Linked DNA regions of Mus musculus: all the other regions are linked to region 1. Evidence: chromatin contacts called from public HiChIP or PLAC-seq data. All regions are on one chromosome and are shown on one strand. Each heading gives the region's core, a stretch centred on a gene start, on an enhancer-like site or on the middle of the called end of the contact. The rest is flanking DNA. Distances are from core to core; before and after follow the strand shown.

Evidence for each region. HiChIP or PLAC-seq counts read pairs in DNA pulled down with a chosen protein or histone mark.
Region 2: a contact with region 1 is called in an H3K4me3 HiChIP or PLAC-seq map of embryonic stem cells, with 26 read pairs. The contact joins the enhancer-like site here to the promoter of L1td1 in region 1. A contact is called at or near these places in 8 of 115 datasets of contacts at active chromatin or transcription factors (embryonic stem cells, epiblast stem cells, neural tube and 1 more) and 3 of 9 other capture datasets (adipose tissue, embryonic stem cells and pancreatic islet).
Region 3: an H3K27ac HiChIP or PLAC-seq map of embryonic stem cells shows a contact between it and region 1, with 17 read pairs. The contact joins the enhancer-like site here to the promoter of L1td1 in region 1. A contact is called at or near these places in 15 of 39 promoter capture datasets (the 3T3-L1 cell line, the C10 cell line, the HPC-7 cell line and 8 more), 1 of 15 datasets of contacts at CTCF or cohesin (embryonic stem cells), 11 of 484 Hi-C or Micro-C datasets (cerebellar granule neurons, embryonic fibroblasts, embryonic stem cells and 5 more), 23 of 115 datasets of contacts at active chromatin or transcription factors (a beta-TC-6 cell line, craniofacial prominence, differentiating embryonic stem cells and 9 more) and 2 of 9 other capture datasets (adipose tissue and pancreatic islet).

Annotation. Positions count from the first base shown.
Region 1 is chr4:98,723,750-98,728,870 of GRCm38.p6, forward strand. It overlaps L1td1 (LINE-1 type transposase domain containing 1), which reads left to right and starts at 3,005. Exons shown (of 5, transcript NM_001081202.1): 1 at 3,005-3,091; 2 at 3,646-3,721.
Region 2 is chr4:98,946,426-98,951,546 of GRCm38.p6, forward strand. Dock7 (dedicator of cytokinesis 7) reads right to left here. Exons shown (of 50, transcript NM_001369286.1): 44 at 204-329. Among named protein-coding and RNA genes, the nearest start is that of Usp1, 25 kb to the left of the region's middle. Within about 2 kb of position 3,111, at least 17 of the 459 cell types and tissues checked have an H3K27ac peak or open chromatin away from gene starts, as enhancers often do. A contact at or near this core is called in embryonic stem cells, where this site is marked.
Region 3 is chr4:98,863,308-98,868,428 of GRCm38.p6, forward strand. No RefSeq gene overlaps it. Among named protein-coding and RNA genes, the nearest start is that of I0C0044D17Rik, 42 kb to the left of the region's middle. Within about 2 kb of position 2,329, at least 21 of the 459 cell types and tissues checked have an H3K27ac peak or open chromatin away from gene starts, as enhancers often do. A contact at or near this core is called in differentiating embryonic stem cells, embryonic stem cells and neural progenitor cells, where this site is marked.

The DNA.
Region 1 (5,121 bases), core at 1,755-4,254:
AGCTAGAGAAAGTATCCAAGGAGCTAAAGAGATCTGCAACCCTGTAGGTGGAACAACATTATGAACTAACCAGTACCCTGGAGCTCTTGACTCTAGCTGCATATGTATCAAAAGATGGCCTAGTCAGCCATCACTGGAAAGAGAGGCCCATTGGACTTGCAAATTTTATATGCCCCAGTACAGGGGAAAGCCAGGGCCAAAAATTGGGAGTGGGTGGGTAGGGGAGTGGGAGAGAGGGTATGGGGGACTTTTGGGATAGCATTGGAAATGTAAATGAGGAAAATATCTAATAAAAAATATTAAAAAAAGATAATAATGTCAAAGAGGAAGTAAAATATTTAAAAGGGAAACTTCACTTACACGAACTTAGGAGGTTTTGCTATCCATGAAATAGCTATGAGGCCCAGACAGACAGAACCCCAAAGTTTCTAACTCAAGACAAATGCCTGGCAGATCCTTCATTTTTAAGACAGGCTCAGATGGTTCAGATGGTCCTGGAACTCAACAGTGCATAGCAGAAGGGCCTGGAGCCCATAGAGATCCACCTGCCTATTCTTCTCAGGTGATGTGACTAAAGATGTGTGCCACCGTGCCCAGCAACCCACTCTTCTATTAATTAATTAACTAACTAGTTAATTAATTAAATATGTATTTACCTGCACATATGTGTGTGCACCACAGGTATGGTTGGTGCTCTCAGAGGTTATACGAGGACATCAGATCTTCTGAAACTGGAGTTTCGAATGATTGTAAACCACCATGTAGGTGCTAGGAATTGAACCCAAGTCCTTAGCAAGAGCAACAAGTGCTGTGAACCCCTGAGCCATCTCTTCAGCACCAACCTTTTTTTTAAAAAAGACTTATTTATTTATTTATTTAAAGATTTATTTATTTATTTCATGTATGTGTGAGTATACTGTTGCTGTCTTCAGACACACCAGAAGAAGGTATCAGATCCCATTACAGATGGTTGTGAGCCACCATTGTAGTTGCTGGGAATTGAACTCAGGACCTCTGGAAGAACAGTCAGTGTTCTTACCCTCGGACCCATCTCTCCAGCCCCAAATTTATTTATTATTATACATAAGTACACATAAGTACACTGTAGCTGTCTTCAGATGCACCAGAAGAGGGCATCAGATCTCATTACAGGGAGTAGTGAGCCACCATGTAGTTGCTGGGATTTAAACTCAGGACCTTTGGAAGAGCAGTCAGTGCTCTTGCCTGTTGAGCCATCCCACCAGGCCTCAGCACCAACCTTCTTTTTTTGTTTGTTTGTTTTGTTTTGTTTTGAAGACAGGGTTTCTCTGTGTAGGGTTTCTCTGGCTGTCCTGGAACTCACTCTGTAGACCAGGCTGGCCTCGAACTCAGAAATCCACCTGCCTCTGCCTCCCAAGTGCTGGGATTAAAGGCGTGCAACACCACTGTCTGGCTAGCACCAACCTTCTTAATCCTGCAGAAAACATGGCACACATTTAGCAGGACCATCTGGTCTGCCGTAGCAGGAGGGGTAGACTCCCTTATTTCTTCATTTGACAAGAGGCTGTAGCACATGCCAGTCATAATCCTGGGTACCCGTGAAGTGAAGGAAGCTGTGAGTGAGAAAGAAAGTCCTGCCCGTTTGGAATTACGTTCCAGGAGGAAGTGGGGAATGGGAAGACATGAAAAGGGAATGCAGCAATTGAACACATTTGGCTCCTGATCATTGGGAATTAGGAACCGGGTGAATGAAACAAAGCCTAGGGTGCAGCCTCAATCCCAGCTCGTGGTTGGCTAAAACGGCCTGGAGTCTGAGGTCAATCTCAGCTACACAGGAAGTGTAAGGAGAGCTTGGGCTGAGTAGCAAGGCATTATCTCCACTAGGTGGGGGTAAGGAGGACAGAGGACTATCAAAGAGCTTTGTGGTTGGAGACAGTGTGTCTTCTTTAGGACAGTTAAAAGTTCACTTATGGGCTGGAGAGATGACTCAGCGGTTAAGAGCACTGCCTGCTCTTCCAGAGTTTCTAAGTTCAAATCCCAGCAACCACATGGTGGCTCACAAAAATCTGTAATGAGATCAGATGCCCTCTTCTGGTGTGTGTCTGAACACAGCTATGGTGTACTTGAAAGAAAGAAAGAAAGAAAGAAAGAAAGAAAGAAAGAAAGAAAGAAAGAAAGAAAGAAAGAAAGAAAGAAAGAAAGAAAGATAGTTCACTTACACGAACTTTAAATGAGGCCACTTAAAGATCTTTGGTTTTGTTTTTAAAGAGAAGTCTCACTACAATGCCCAAAGGAACCCCAGTTGCTATGCACAAAGGGGTACTCCTGCCTTCAGGGTAGCTGGAGGTCTATAGGTGCTGCCACCATCCCCGGAGGAGTTAATCTTTGACCTGAGACCTAGGGATGGAACAAAGTCAGCTTTGAAAGAAGTGCGAAAGTACGGATTGGTGGTGCAATTCAGTTGGAAAACCTTGCAAACACAAGGTTTGTCCCTAGCACAATCCCCTCGCCCCTCCTCGAGCCCGCCCCCCCCCCCCAACTCGGCTCACTCCACTATCTAGGGAGGTGGAGGCCAAAAGATAAGGAGTTTGGAGTTAGCTACATGTAGAATTACAAGTTGAGAAGATTTTTCTCAAAACAAGACCTGGGAAAAGAAGTTACATAGAGAAAGCTAGTGCAAAGGCCCTGGAGAGTGAGAAAGGTTCTGAGAGGTGTCGGAAGGTCGGCTACATCATCAACTGGCTTCAAGAAAGGCGTGACACCGAGGTTCTGTCCCTGAAGTCAGGACAGGGGTGCTGGCTAGCGTGAGGCCAGAGAGCAGCGTTTGGGCGATTTTTATTTTATTTCATTTTTTGATTTGCGCCCTAACTGGCTCCTAGCGAGTATGGCTTCTGGGCGTGGGCCACCACGCCTTGCGGGCTCAGGCCCCCACTGAGTTTTGGGAGGGGGCTAAGGAAGCGGGTGGCGAGGGGGTTGGGCCTAGAAACCTGCAAACTTCGCCTAGGGAAGGGAGGAGTCTGCATGAGACCCAGCGAGTCTCTCCTGCGGTCAGACGCCCAGCCCTGCTTTTGTCAGCGTGTGTGACCTCAGGGCTGCACCTCGTGGCTCTCAGGTAAGGCTGCTCAGGGTTAAGCCCCAGATGTCCCCGTGTTTCTCACCCTGCTCTGCCTGGCCGGCCCTGGGGTGGGCAGTGAGAATTGCTCCTGCACCCGGAGAGTGCCGTGACAGTGGGGGACAATGAGACAGCGGGGCGGCAGCTGCGCGAAGGCGGAGGTGAGCTAGAGCGGCTGCTAAGAGCCTGGGGGACCCCGGCTTTCAGCCCCTTCCCAGCCTCCACCCTCAAACGCTTTCCTCTGTCTTTGACTGGGAAGGAGTTTCCATCAGTTTCTTAACAAAGTTTGCTAGAAAACCGGGCATTAAAGGTGTCTGTTGAATCCTGACACACAGGGCAGAAGCCACCGTCCTCGGGCCCTCTCTTTGCCACCTTGAATTTGGATCCGGGGTGTTCGATCCCTTTTTGCCGCCTTCTCCTTACGCCCACCCCAGTGTCCTTGTTGATAACTTGCAGATACTATTTAAGCACATTTGAGAACGTTTACTGGTCATAGGCGTGTGGGTTTCTACGTAAGTCATAACTTGACTTCTGGGCTACGCACTTAATTCCAGGCGCTGTGAAACGCGTGGACAGACCAATCCCGACCTGAGGAGAGCTGGTTCCTTCCTGGGGAAGGCGCAGATTTGGGTAAGCTGCAGAGTGTGCTCGCAGGGCACGGAGAAGGTCCCTCTGGAATGTGACAAGTGTCTTGGATTGAAGTGAGAGTGGGTGTTGCGTGTAATTTAGGGAGGGTTCTTAACCTAGTGTCGGGATGTTTGAGAGCGTTGACCCCCCCCCCCCTAGAATCGTTTAAATCCCCGAGTTTGAAGCATAAAATGAGTCGGGCCTTGAACCTAGTGCTAGGAGACCGAGGTAGGTGCATCACTTGAGTTCGATGCCAGCCTGTACTACATACTGAAGTCCAGGACAGCAAGGGCCATATAGAGACCCCGACTCAAGTAGACAGGTAAATAAAAAAATAAGCACAAACATAGGTCCTTTGAGGTCTGAGGCAAAAAGGCACCATTGAATGCTCTCTTGAACTGTTTTAGTGAAACCCTGTCTCAAAACGTTGAACAAGTATGTGAGCTTTTTTTTCTCTTCCCATCCAATATCCTATATAGTCTGATGCTTATCCCTAAGCTTTCTGGTAAGGTGCATAACTGAGCCAACTGCTGAGACCACATTCCACCGCAGCTTGATTTGCATTTTAAATAGTTTAGTGGCGGGGTGCTTCCTCGTCGTCTCTACCTTTGGAAACAGCGGATATTTTAGCAGTGCGCCACCAACTCACGCCTGGGGGGTGGGGGTGGGGGGAAGGACGTGACTTCCTGACTCTGGGAGAAGGAGGAGTGCCTTCTTGGATTTGCATTTCCTTGGCCTTTGCCTAGCTCCTCTTGTCAATTGTCTGTCCTCTTTTCAAATGTTTATTATCTCACTGCATTTTCAAATTAGCAACGAGTTCTTTATTTTTTGAGTCCCCTCCCTCAGGATTGTGGATTCTCTCCCTCTTCCCGCCTTAGTGGTTTAGGCTCTATGTAGCGCAGACGGGTGGCGCTCTGCATAGCTTGTGCCCAGGATCTAACCTGCAGTACAGAAGGATTTAAAAAAAAACAATCTCTCATCTTGTATCTGATTTGGTTTGATAATGTGCTTTTGGGAGAATCTCAGAGTCCAAGCTGTCCTCCTAGTCATGTGACGGAGGCTGACACCTCAGCTCCACCTCCTAAGTGGTGGAATTAAAGAGGAAAAAATAAGATAGTTTACTATGGAGCCATTTTGATTGTCTGAGTTTCAGGCACACAGATGTAGGTTACCACAAATTCCATATTCCATCATGGAAGCAGTTTGTTCCATAAAGTTTTATAATCTTACAGAACAAATTTAAAGTACATTGGGTGTGGCGGGTAGACAGGTCCGGAGAGTCTGGGCAAGCATTTCTGCAGTACCAAGATGCTATCTGTCATTTCTTATGAGTTCGTGGATGGATGCTCTGTGTAGTGGTGTGCTAGATTAATAGGTTCTAAAAGGTTCTTATCTGTTGGTCA
Region 2 (5,121 bases), core at 1,861-4,360, 220 kb after region 1:
TGTGAAAATGAGCCCTCAGAAATACAGCTAATAATAATTTACTCTTGTCATAACAGACTTAAAGGTTTTGAAAGGGTGCTATTGTACCTCTCAAAAATTCTTATCCACCACAGAAGTCGATTATCTGACTTACTTAATTAAAATTGAAGTGAAAATCTACTTTCTATAGAAACATGACATTCGTGAACTACCATGGCATTCACCTCCAATCTGTGAGAAATCTCTGCGAGTTTGGTTATTGCAGGCTCCTTGTAAACAAATTCCTGTTCATCCAAATCCCCGAACTTGGTTCCATAAAAACCAACACGGAAATAGGTGCCAAACATCCGCTTACCATCCTAGGTTTAGGAAAATGAGAAAATTTAATACAAAGACTTTTTGTTTTCTTATATTATGCTTAGATTGATATATTATAAAATTTCCAAAACACTGCAAAAAATTAGCTCAAAATTGTATTTATTTTTAAATAAGGGTAAAAACAAATAAAATGGTCTTTTTTCATTATTCCTAACAAGAATTATGCAAATTACATTTCTTATCAAATGAAACAAAATGGTCTTTGTTTTTAAATCCATACAGTTGGGCTATATTAACTTATTTTCCTTATTGAACCAAAAGGTCTTAATATAAAAGTTAATTAAAACACATCACTAATACATTTTCAAGGCAACACAATCCTTCTCTTAGTCTCTTTGAGTATATTAAAAAGAGACCATGGACACTAAGAGCCAAGGATAGCATCTGGCATAGAGTACAAAATCAGCAAACCATCAAGACCCTTCAGAAGTACTAATGTAAAAATTCTTTAATCAATATCATTGTTAAAAACAATATTTGTATGTAGAACAGTATAAATGAAATAGAAAGGAAAAATCTGGGTGCAATAATAACACTTTGAGATGAGTTGTATTTTAAAGATTGCCAAAAGTACCCACCAAACTCCCCAATGCTCTGTCTACCTGTCTGAATTACTATCCTGCATTTCATGGTCTTTTCAGTGATATCCTCTATGACCACCCAGAAACACATAATCCTGTGATGTGACTTAACATTAACCACACAGCACATACAAGGACAGAAAATCATTCTACCTCTCACACAAGGTCAGTGAGAACCAATCCTTTCAGTAAGGACAACATCTGGGCACTTCCCATGCAGTCTGGAGACTGCAGACCCAAAGCGGTTTCAGAAGGATTCTGCACTGACTCACATGCAAACCACAAACACATGACGTTCTTCTCAATGCTCTGTAAGCCTACATCGCTTTATATTTATTTTTGCTATATAGAAAAGACCAGGTGGCATAAACATTTAAAGAGCGAACAATAAATGTTATAGGTAATTAAGCAAAATGAGAAACTTTGATCCTTAATTTATCAGTTTTATAATACCAAAGCAAAAAAAAGAAAGATAACCCCATATTCTCATCCACAATAAGAAAAATATCTTTGGAGCTAAAAATAAAAATTTCTAACTTAAAAACATTTTTTCATTTTAAAATATAACATAAATATTAACTGATCCTTACAGTAAATGCAATCTCTGGGTGAATTAAATAAATTTCACAACAATTTTTATTGGACCCAGCAGTCGGCAACAATATTACTTTGACAATCACGGCAAGAAGGCACTGCATGGAACACAAGCGAAAGCCCTAAGATGACTGCTTACAGATCTGTGATTGTTAGCTTTCAAACTATGTTTCACACACGAAAAACTGTCCTTCTGAAAACCAAAAATATTAGAATATTATACTCTAGCTGTATGGCTTCAGAGGCTTCCAGGTTAAAATATTATTTTCAATCCTTAATATTTAAAGACAGTAATTAGGATTCACTTCCCTTAGCTAAACTTTCCAACTCTCAATCATGGTATAATACTAACTTTCTTCAATTTTATTGGTCTTTCCAGAGACACCCCATAATGCGTATGATCCCAAAACCCACACAATCTTGTGATGTGCCCTAACTGGGAAGGTCCTATGGCTCATTGCCTAAATCTGACTAAAACTTAACTACCTCTTTAAACATACTTTTTGTATTGATATTGTTATTTTAGCTATATCTTCACTGACAGAATAAAAATAAGACTTCCTCCTCAAAAGAATAAAATATGAAATCAAATGTTACAATTTAAATTAGTACATACTGTAATGAGTACTATCAAGAACAGAAGATTAATTTTGTTGGAGCCAAATCACAGTTAGGGTTCTAGCCATCCACGGGGCTCAACATTAAAAAGGGGGGGCAGGTGGACAGAGGAAAAAGGAGGGGCCTCTCCAGTAGATACAGGAGGAAAAAAAGTTAGCTCCAATCCTAAAAGGGAACATATGTGAAGGAAATCATCCAACCATCCATCCAAGTATTGATGGAATACCTAAGATACATCAGGCATATGTATACATCACATATGACTTGACCAGCGAGAAACAGAGAGAGGTCTCATCAAGCAAGTGACAGATGAGGAAAGAGCTAGAAAGCTATTTACATTGATTTCTGGGGAAATATACTCCAGCCAGATGGAGAGCCAGTGCAGAGGCCCTGAGACAAGAGCTGACCTGAGGGATTTGAGGAACAGAATGGAGAACAGAGTGGGTGGAGCAGAGAAAAATCAATAGAAACACAGGAGACAAGAGCAACAGAAAAATGGCAAGGAGTCCTTGGATGGTGCGTGTGCACACGGGTGTGCTGTAGAGGGTGGGCACACACCAAGAGCGGCTCATAGTCTGAGTAATGGTGTTTTGGTTTAGATTTCTCCACTGCTCACCTACAGGCCGGTACCCACTTTTTAAAGCACAATCATGTAGCTTCACTTGCAGCAAAAACAATTCCTTCCACTTCATTTTCTTTTGTTTTGATACCTGCTTTGGTTTTGAATAACTTTCCTGTAAGTTAGCATTATTTCCTTTACTGTTTAGAATTCATTCTGAATTTCACACCACTCCCACACTAGATATAGCTTATTCTTCATAAGTGGTTTTACTCATGTTTTCCTTAGCTCTGTAGGTTAAGATGAGACTAGGCACCAGCAAAGCAAACTACATTCCACACCAGCCACATTTACATGTGTCTAGCTTTGTTCTCTTTGCTAAGGAAGGGCCCTGTTGGGCTGGAGCACTTGCCCCAGGACACTTGGCTGTTTCCTACACTGCCTGACTTCCACACAGGCGTGCCAGCATTGGACACATTGCTCATCTCCTTTTCCTTCCGTTAGGCCTATTCTTTCTAAACACTTTCAGCCAGATTCTTCTGGCCGAGATTTCTACTTGGGAACATATTAAATGGAACAACTCATTAACTGATTTCTTTGAGGGGTTGATCCAGTGCCTTCCATGCCCTGGCAAGCACTCTAGCAATGGATGGCACCTCATTTCTTTTTCCTTTTCCTTTTCTATGTTGAGATAAGACTTCGATAAAATTTCCAGATTGGCCTTGAACTAGTAATCCTTTTGCCCCCTCCTCTGGAATGGGTGGGGTTATAGGGTGTGCCACTGTACATGACCTTTTTGCTTAAATTTTATGTTGATTTCAACAGGAGCTAGGGATAGCTCAGTACTCCAGTATTTGTCTAGACATGTCTATGGGTCTGATCCCCATTATATCAGCATCATCAACAAAACCAACAGATTTCACGTGAGAGTAATGGTAATGTCAATCGTATAAACACAGCAGCAACACAAGCGATCTCCAACACGCCTGAGCACTGGCTGTGCTAGCAACACTTTATATGTATTATATTAACTTTCTTTTCTTTTTAGTTTTTTAGCCTATGCTGCTGGCCTTGAACTCCCAATCATCCTGCTTCAGTCTACAGATAGCTGAACCTACAGACATGCAGCAGCATGCCCAGCCTACATGTATTACGTTAATATATTTGGCAGAATTCTGTGACTGACACCACTTTTTTGATCCTCATCTTATAGATGAAACAAAACAAAATAAAACAAAATTTAAAAAACCCAATTTCTGGCATTTTTATGTGACACCCAAATCAAAACTTTACTTCAGCTACATCTTTCCCACCGTCCACTCACAAATAGAAACCTAGGCCTCAAGAATGGCCTCTGTGTTGTCTTCACTTCTCTGGTGTTTTTCTTAAGATTTCCTGTGAAGCTCTGTAAGTAATTCAACTTATTTTTAACTTATTTTTTTTGTTTTGTTCCAGTTTTAAAGCAGGGTTTCATGGAGTCCCTATATAGCCAAGACTGGCCTTGAACCCTTGATCTTCCAGCCTCAGCCTCCTGAGTCCTATGATTAAAAGCATCTGCCACCATGCCTGCTGAGTTGGATTACTTCTCCTTCTCTGTTTGCTTTATCTCTATATTGCAGTGCCATCCTTTACCATAACTTCTGTATTTTGCAGATCTTTCTTGCATAAGCCAATGTAAAAATCAAGTGGTAGCTTAACAGACATCCTCATCTCAGATTCAGCCTAACCAGTTTCTAATCTGAAGTTCAATTCTAGTCATTATATAGCTCCATCCCCAGAAAAAATGTCATATCCAGTATCACCTACAGTTTTCTAACCACAGAGCCAGCAGATGAGGCAAACCAAAACAGTATAGCAAGGTCCTACTAGATCCACCTTCCAGTCTGCCACCAGGAAGACATCAACTCTACAAAGCACTTCTGAGGATGCACAGATCTTCCCTCTGAATGGTCCTGCAGCCAGCACACCTATTGTCTTGTTCCAGAGTTAAAGGCCCACAAGTGCTTTCTACCCATTCTCTCTCTCTTCCTGTATCACACATCCCCCCCCCCCCCGAAACCTAAAAGTATCCCATGCTCCATCCTTGAAACAAAAGAAACAAAACAAAACAGAAACAAAACACTCCCTGTTTAGGGTCATTCCTCTCCACTGTAATTACAGTTGTTTCTAATTCTGCACTCGTTTTATTTCCTTAAATGAATTATACTATTTACCTCAACATTAGTACAGAAGCCAGACTGTAGTCAGTGTTTCTGAGCACACCAAAGCCAAAGCATTAACTCACATTTATGTTCATCCAATTTAGTAATGAGTTTAAGGCAATCATTTTAGATGCTTCTAGGTCAAAGAATAGGGGATAAATATATCTTTAGTGATGCATCAGAGTTTATCTTTATAAAGTTAACTTTACGC
Region 3 (5,121 bases), core at 1,079-3,578, 140 kb after region 1:
GTTTCTCTGTGTAGCCCTGGCTGTCCTGGAACTCACTCTGTAGACCAGGCTGGCCTCGAACTCAGAGATCCACCTGCCTCTGCCTCCCAAGTGCTAGGAATAAAGGCATGCCCCACCACTGCCTGGCCAGAGAAAAAATTTAATTGGGGCTGGTTTACAGTTTCAGAGGTTCAAGTCATTATCACCATGGCGGGAAGCATGGCAGCATGTAGGCAGACATAGTTCTGGAGGAGCTGAGAGTTCTACATCTTGTTCCAATGGCAGCCAGGAAGAGACTGTCTTCCATGGGCAGCCAGGAGGAGGAGTTTGAACATAGGACCTCAAAGCCCACCCACACAGTGACACACTTCCTCTAATTATAAGGCCACACCTCCTAACAGTGCTACTTTCATGGGCAAGCATATTTAAACCACCATAGTTGGTCTGTGACTAAGATCTTCTTATGGGGCAACAACTCAATAAGACCCATGAAAAGCAACAGCAGATTTGTTTTGTACTGATTAGAACTGTGAACGACCTTCCTCTTTAAGTCTTCTGATGGGTCCTGAAGAAGTATCCTACACTGTGCCCTGCTGCGCATATTTCTCCCTAGACCTGAGACTTACTGCTTTAAACATCAAGAAGTGGTTTCAGAAACTCACAAATCCACCTGATATGGAAAGGGGGGGGGGGGCAGGAAGGAAGAAGAGAGAGAAAGATTAACTGTTCCTTTTTTGGAAAGCTTCACTCATACTCAACATATGTTTAAAGGTATATTAGAAAGACTTTTGCCGGGCTGGTGAGATGGCTCAGTGGGTAAGAGCACCTGACTGCTCTTCCTTCCTGCCTTCCTTTCTTGGAAAAAAGAATTCAGGTTAGCTTGGAGGTGGCAAGGTCAGAGGTGACCTTGGTCCTTCACTGATTTGTGTTGTTTCAAACCGAGGGCAAATGGCTGAGGTGTCTATTTAACTTATCAAAGCAGATCTGGCCTTGAGGTTTTCCAGCATTCCTCAGTCCCTACCTGCAGTTAGGTTATTTGTTTGTTGGTGAAATGAGCCAATTCAAACAAGGTTAGACTATAGTAAAGGTGGTAGAGTTCACTGGCCCCAAGGAAGGAAGCCAGGGAAGTCACCATGGGTAGGTCAGGTGGGGGTGGGGGTTAGAGAAAGGGCACGGGCACTAGTGTACAAAGAGAAGGGGAGGGGGGAGGGGGAGGGGCAGGGGAGGGGGAGGGGGGAGGAGGAGGAGGAGGAGGAGGAGGAGGAGGAGGAGGAGGAGGAGGAGGAGGAGGAGGAGGAGGAGGAGGAGAGAGCAAAATAAAACGTCTGGATTATATAGGGAGGAGCCTCTACAGGAAGGGCCGCTCAGCCCCTGGGCTGGAAAATGGGTTTGCCAGGTATGGACTGAGGGATGCTGAAAGGATCTGGTGGCCAAGCCTGCTTTGACATGTAAAATGTGCACCTCAGTCCCTTGTCCCAGGGTCTCAAACCAACAACCACCCTCTACCCTAAACTCTCCAGCCCAGGGACTGGGCTGCGTTTCCCCTAGAGACTCATACAAAGCAGACATTTTGGTTGCCTACCCCTTTGTGTACCCTTTGCCTCCTGGATGCTGCACCTGGTTCCCCTGTCTTCCCTCTCCCTTCCTTTCCCCCAGCTCCCACATGGCCCACCTCCGTCTGGTCATATCCACTCTGGACTCTCCCAGATGTCCCTGCCTCCCTTTTATCTACTCTCCTCTTTATCTATAATAGACTTTCTCCTCCACCATACCTAGGAGCAGTCATGTCCTTTCCTTTCCTTTTACATTTTTTTTCGTTCAATATTTTGAACTTTTTAAAATTAGTGGACCAAATAAACACTAGAGAGCCATTTCCCCTACAACTATCATATGACTAGACTGTTGTCTGACAGGATGAGGGGGCCATGGAGGACCACACTGTCAAACTTGAAACTCAAAAAAAAAAAAAAAAAAAAAAAAAAAAGCTCAGGGGCTGGTGAGATGGCTCAGCAGGTAAGAGCACCCGACTGTTCTTCCGAAGGTCCAGAGTTCAAATCCCAGCAACCACATGGTGGCTCACAACCATCCGTAATGAGATCTGACTCCCCCTTCTGGAGTGTCTGAAGACAGCTACAGTGTACTTACATATAATAATAAATAAATAAAAAAAAAAAAAAAAAAAAAAAGCTCTCCTCCTCTTCATTTACAACCCAGGCTGTCTTCGCATTTCAGTCTGAACCCAGAAGGAAGGTTCTGGGCTCTGGGCCAGCAGCATCTTTCTCTTTTCAGGACTGGCTTTTCTTCCTATTTCTTTATAGACTGCAGAAGAGCAGAAAAATCTGCAACACATTATGCACCTTTGACGGAAATAAAATACAAGTGGACTAGGTCAATTTCCCACGGATACCAGAGCCAGACCCTCATTTTATTTTCAGAAACATGGGGGGTGTTTGGCTACATACCCAACCCACGATTGAGAGACCAGGGTATACTGCGCACGCGCTGTACCTCTCCTGTGCTTCCTCGCCCTGTTTCTAATGCCCTGCCCCACAGTGGAATTCCAGGGCCACAGCCTAGGTCTCGTTGGAGCTTTTCAAAGGTCCCTTCTTCGCAAAGCCCTGAAATTCCTGACATGTACTAAATGGGGTTTGGGGTGGGGAGATCCATCATGGTAAGTAACTTAGAGAAGAAAAAAAAAAAAAAGACTTGCAATGAAACAAGCGTTTTCTGACCAGGAAGAATAACAGAGACAAACAGAGCCCCAGATGGTTTTATTTGCTGAGCTGTGTGTCTGTTCCGCACAGTTTCCTGAGCTCCACGCTCTTTTTGTTAATTTGCATTTGAACCAAACCGGATTTTTATACAAGAGCCAAGACCCAGGGTGAGGAAGTTGCAGTAATAAAAATAAGTTAGGTGTTATGTAATGTGTGTAAACCATATATATATATATGTATGTGTGTGTGTGTGTGTGTGTGTGTGTGTGTGTGTGTGTGTGTATGTGTATGTGTATGTGTATGTGTATGTGTATGTGTATGTGTATGTGTATGTGTATGTGTATGTGTATGTGTATGTGTATGTGTATGTGTATGTAGTGTCTCACTATTTAGCCCTGGCTGGCTGGCCTGGAACTCACCATGTTGTCCAGGTTGGACTTAAACACAGTGATCCCCAGCTGCCTCTGCCTCCTAAGAGCTGGGATTGAAGTTTTGCATGTGCACCTGGCCACCTGTGACTCTTCTTGATAGGAACTTTTATTAAAGCCCTAGGAAGCAGCGACTAATTTTCTTCCTTTTTCAGCAGAGAGAGCCCCAGAATCTTAAGAAGTAACAACCCTCACCCACCGACAGATTGGTGACTCTCACACTTGTGCCTGTAATCCTGTGACAAACCTTATTTACTTGGTTACCTGCTTAATTTAATTAAGGATTTACTTTAAAGTTATAAGAAATGTTTTGTCGTGGCTGCCGGGTATGTCATGAAAGGGAGCAGGCTGCTGCATGAAGTTCTGCACGCTAAGCACTATATAACTACTGGGGAGGCAGCTGTAGTTTATAGAACAGACGGTCGGACACTGGCTCCATGGCCAGCTACCTTGGATGAGCACAGGCTTGAATGTTTCTATGAGCTCCTATCTATTTGACTCTGGGTTGGTGGTTTGGGGGTGACTGAAAGACCCCCGTTACAGGGAGACCCTCGCTCAAGTCCCGGGATGAGCCGAAGCCCCAATAACTCAAGAGAAACCATACTTGATGCAATATTGCGTGAGGTTTATTCGGGAATCAGCATGCTGAGGCCAAGCTTGTAACCCGACCAGGGGCAGAGGAGATTGACTCCCAGCAGCTGCAGTTGAGGTTTTTAAAGAATAAACCGAAAAGTGAGGGGAGGATAAGACCACAAAGAATGGGGAAGTTGAGTAAACATTGTAAAAATGGGGATGATGAATTACAGCTCATCTTTCACAGAAAGGTTACAGGCTGCCTTTGGTAAACATTCTTGTTCCCTTACACCATGGATCAGGTGCCTGGGTAGGGTCACCCAATGGTCATCATTCTCTCAGGCTGAAGGCGAAAGAACAAAGAACTCCATGCTGGGCTTTGTTTCTAGGGGTCTAAGAAACACATTGAGTTGGGGGTCTTACATGACCAAGAAACCAAAAGGGTGCAATCCTGTTGCAGTAACTGCTATGTCAGTGGCTATTAGAGTGGGTATGGCGACACATTTGTGAATCTTTGTCAAGAAGGCCACTTTTCTCAGTGTTCCTCTAAATGCAGATGTGCCCAAGAGCAAGGTCTCTGAGCACCTTCTCTACCTCCATTCATCACAAGGGGGGTGTGTGGCAAAGACTCAAGGAGCAAACACCATCCAGTTCTACCATTAGCTCCATTCTCTCCTCTGGCTCCAGACTCCACACCCATGGAGCATGAAGCTTACAGGACTGAAGGCACCAAGATGGAACGCTGGCTTTCTTCCTCTCATCTGCTCTCCTTCTGTGTCCTTTCTTCCCATGACTGGAAGCTTCCGAATTTCCTCCACAAAGTTCTCATCTTTTCTCTTTCATCTTGTAAAAGACACTACCACTCACCCAACTAGCACAACTCCAAAGCCTACAAGTCATGCCTAACCCCTTCTCTTGGGGGGTAGGGCGGCCACTCGTCACTCTGGTATCAATTGTGGCATTGAGCACTTGTCCTTGCATCAATTGTGGCATTGAGCACTTGTCCTTGCTGTGATCTCCTTCCCCATTGCCATCTGCTGATTTGTGTGTGTGTGTGTGTATCACAAGTTTGGTGTCTTTAAGGTTTTTGTTCGTTTGTTTGTTTGAGAATTTCATACGTGCATACAGTGAAACATGATCATATCTACTCCCCATTTCCCCCCTCCAACTCCCCCATATTCCAATGAAACACCCCTCCCCCTCCCTACTTCCTCCCTCCCTCTCTTCCTCTCTTGCACCCCCCATCCTTCCCTCTTTCCATCCCGTCCTTTCTTATCTTCTAAATCCATATAGTGCTGCCCATATGCACATCAGCATGGGACTGCTGCACAGAAAACTTACCTGTGAACATTGCTCAAAAGAAGAATGACTCTCGTAAATGAAGAAAATATGTAAGAAGAAGAAGAAGAAGAAGAAGAAGAAGAAGA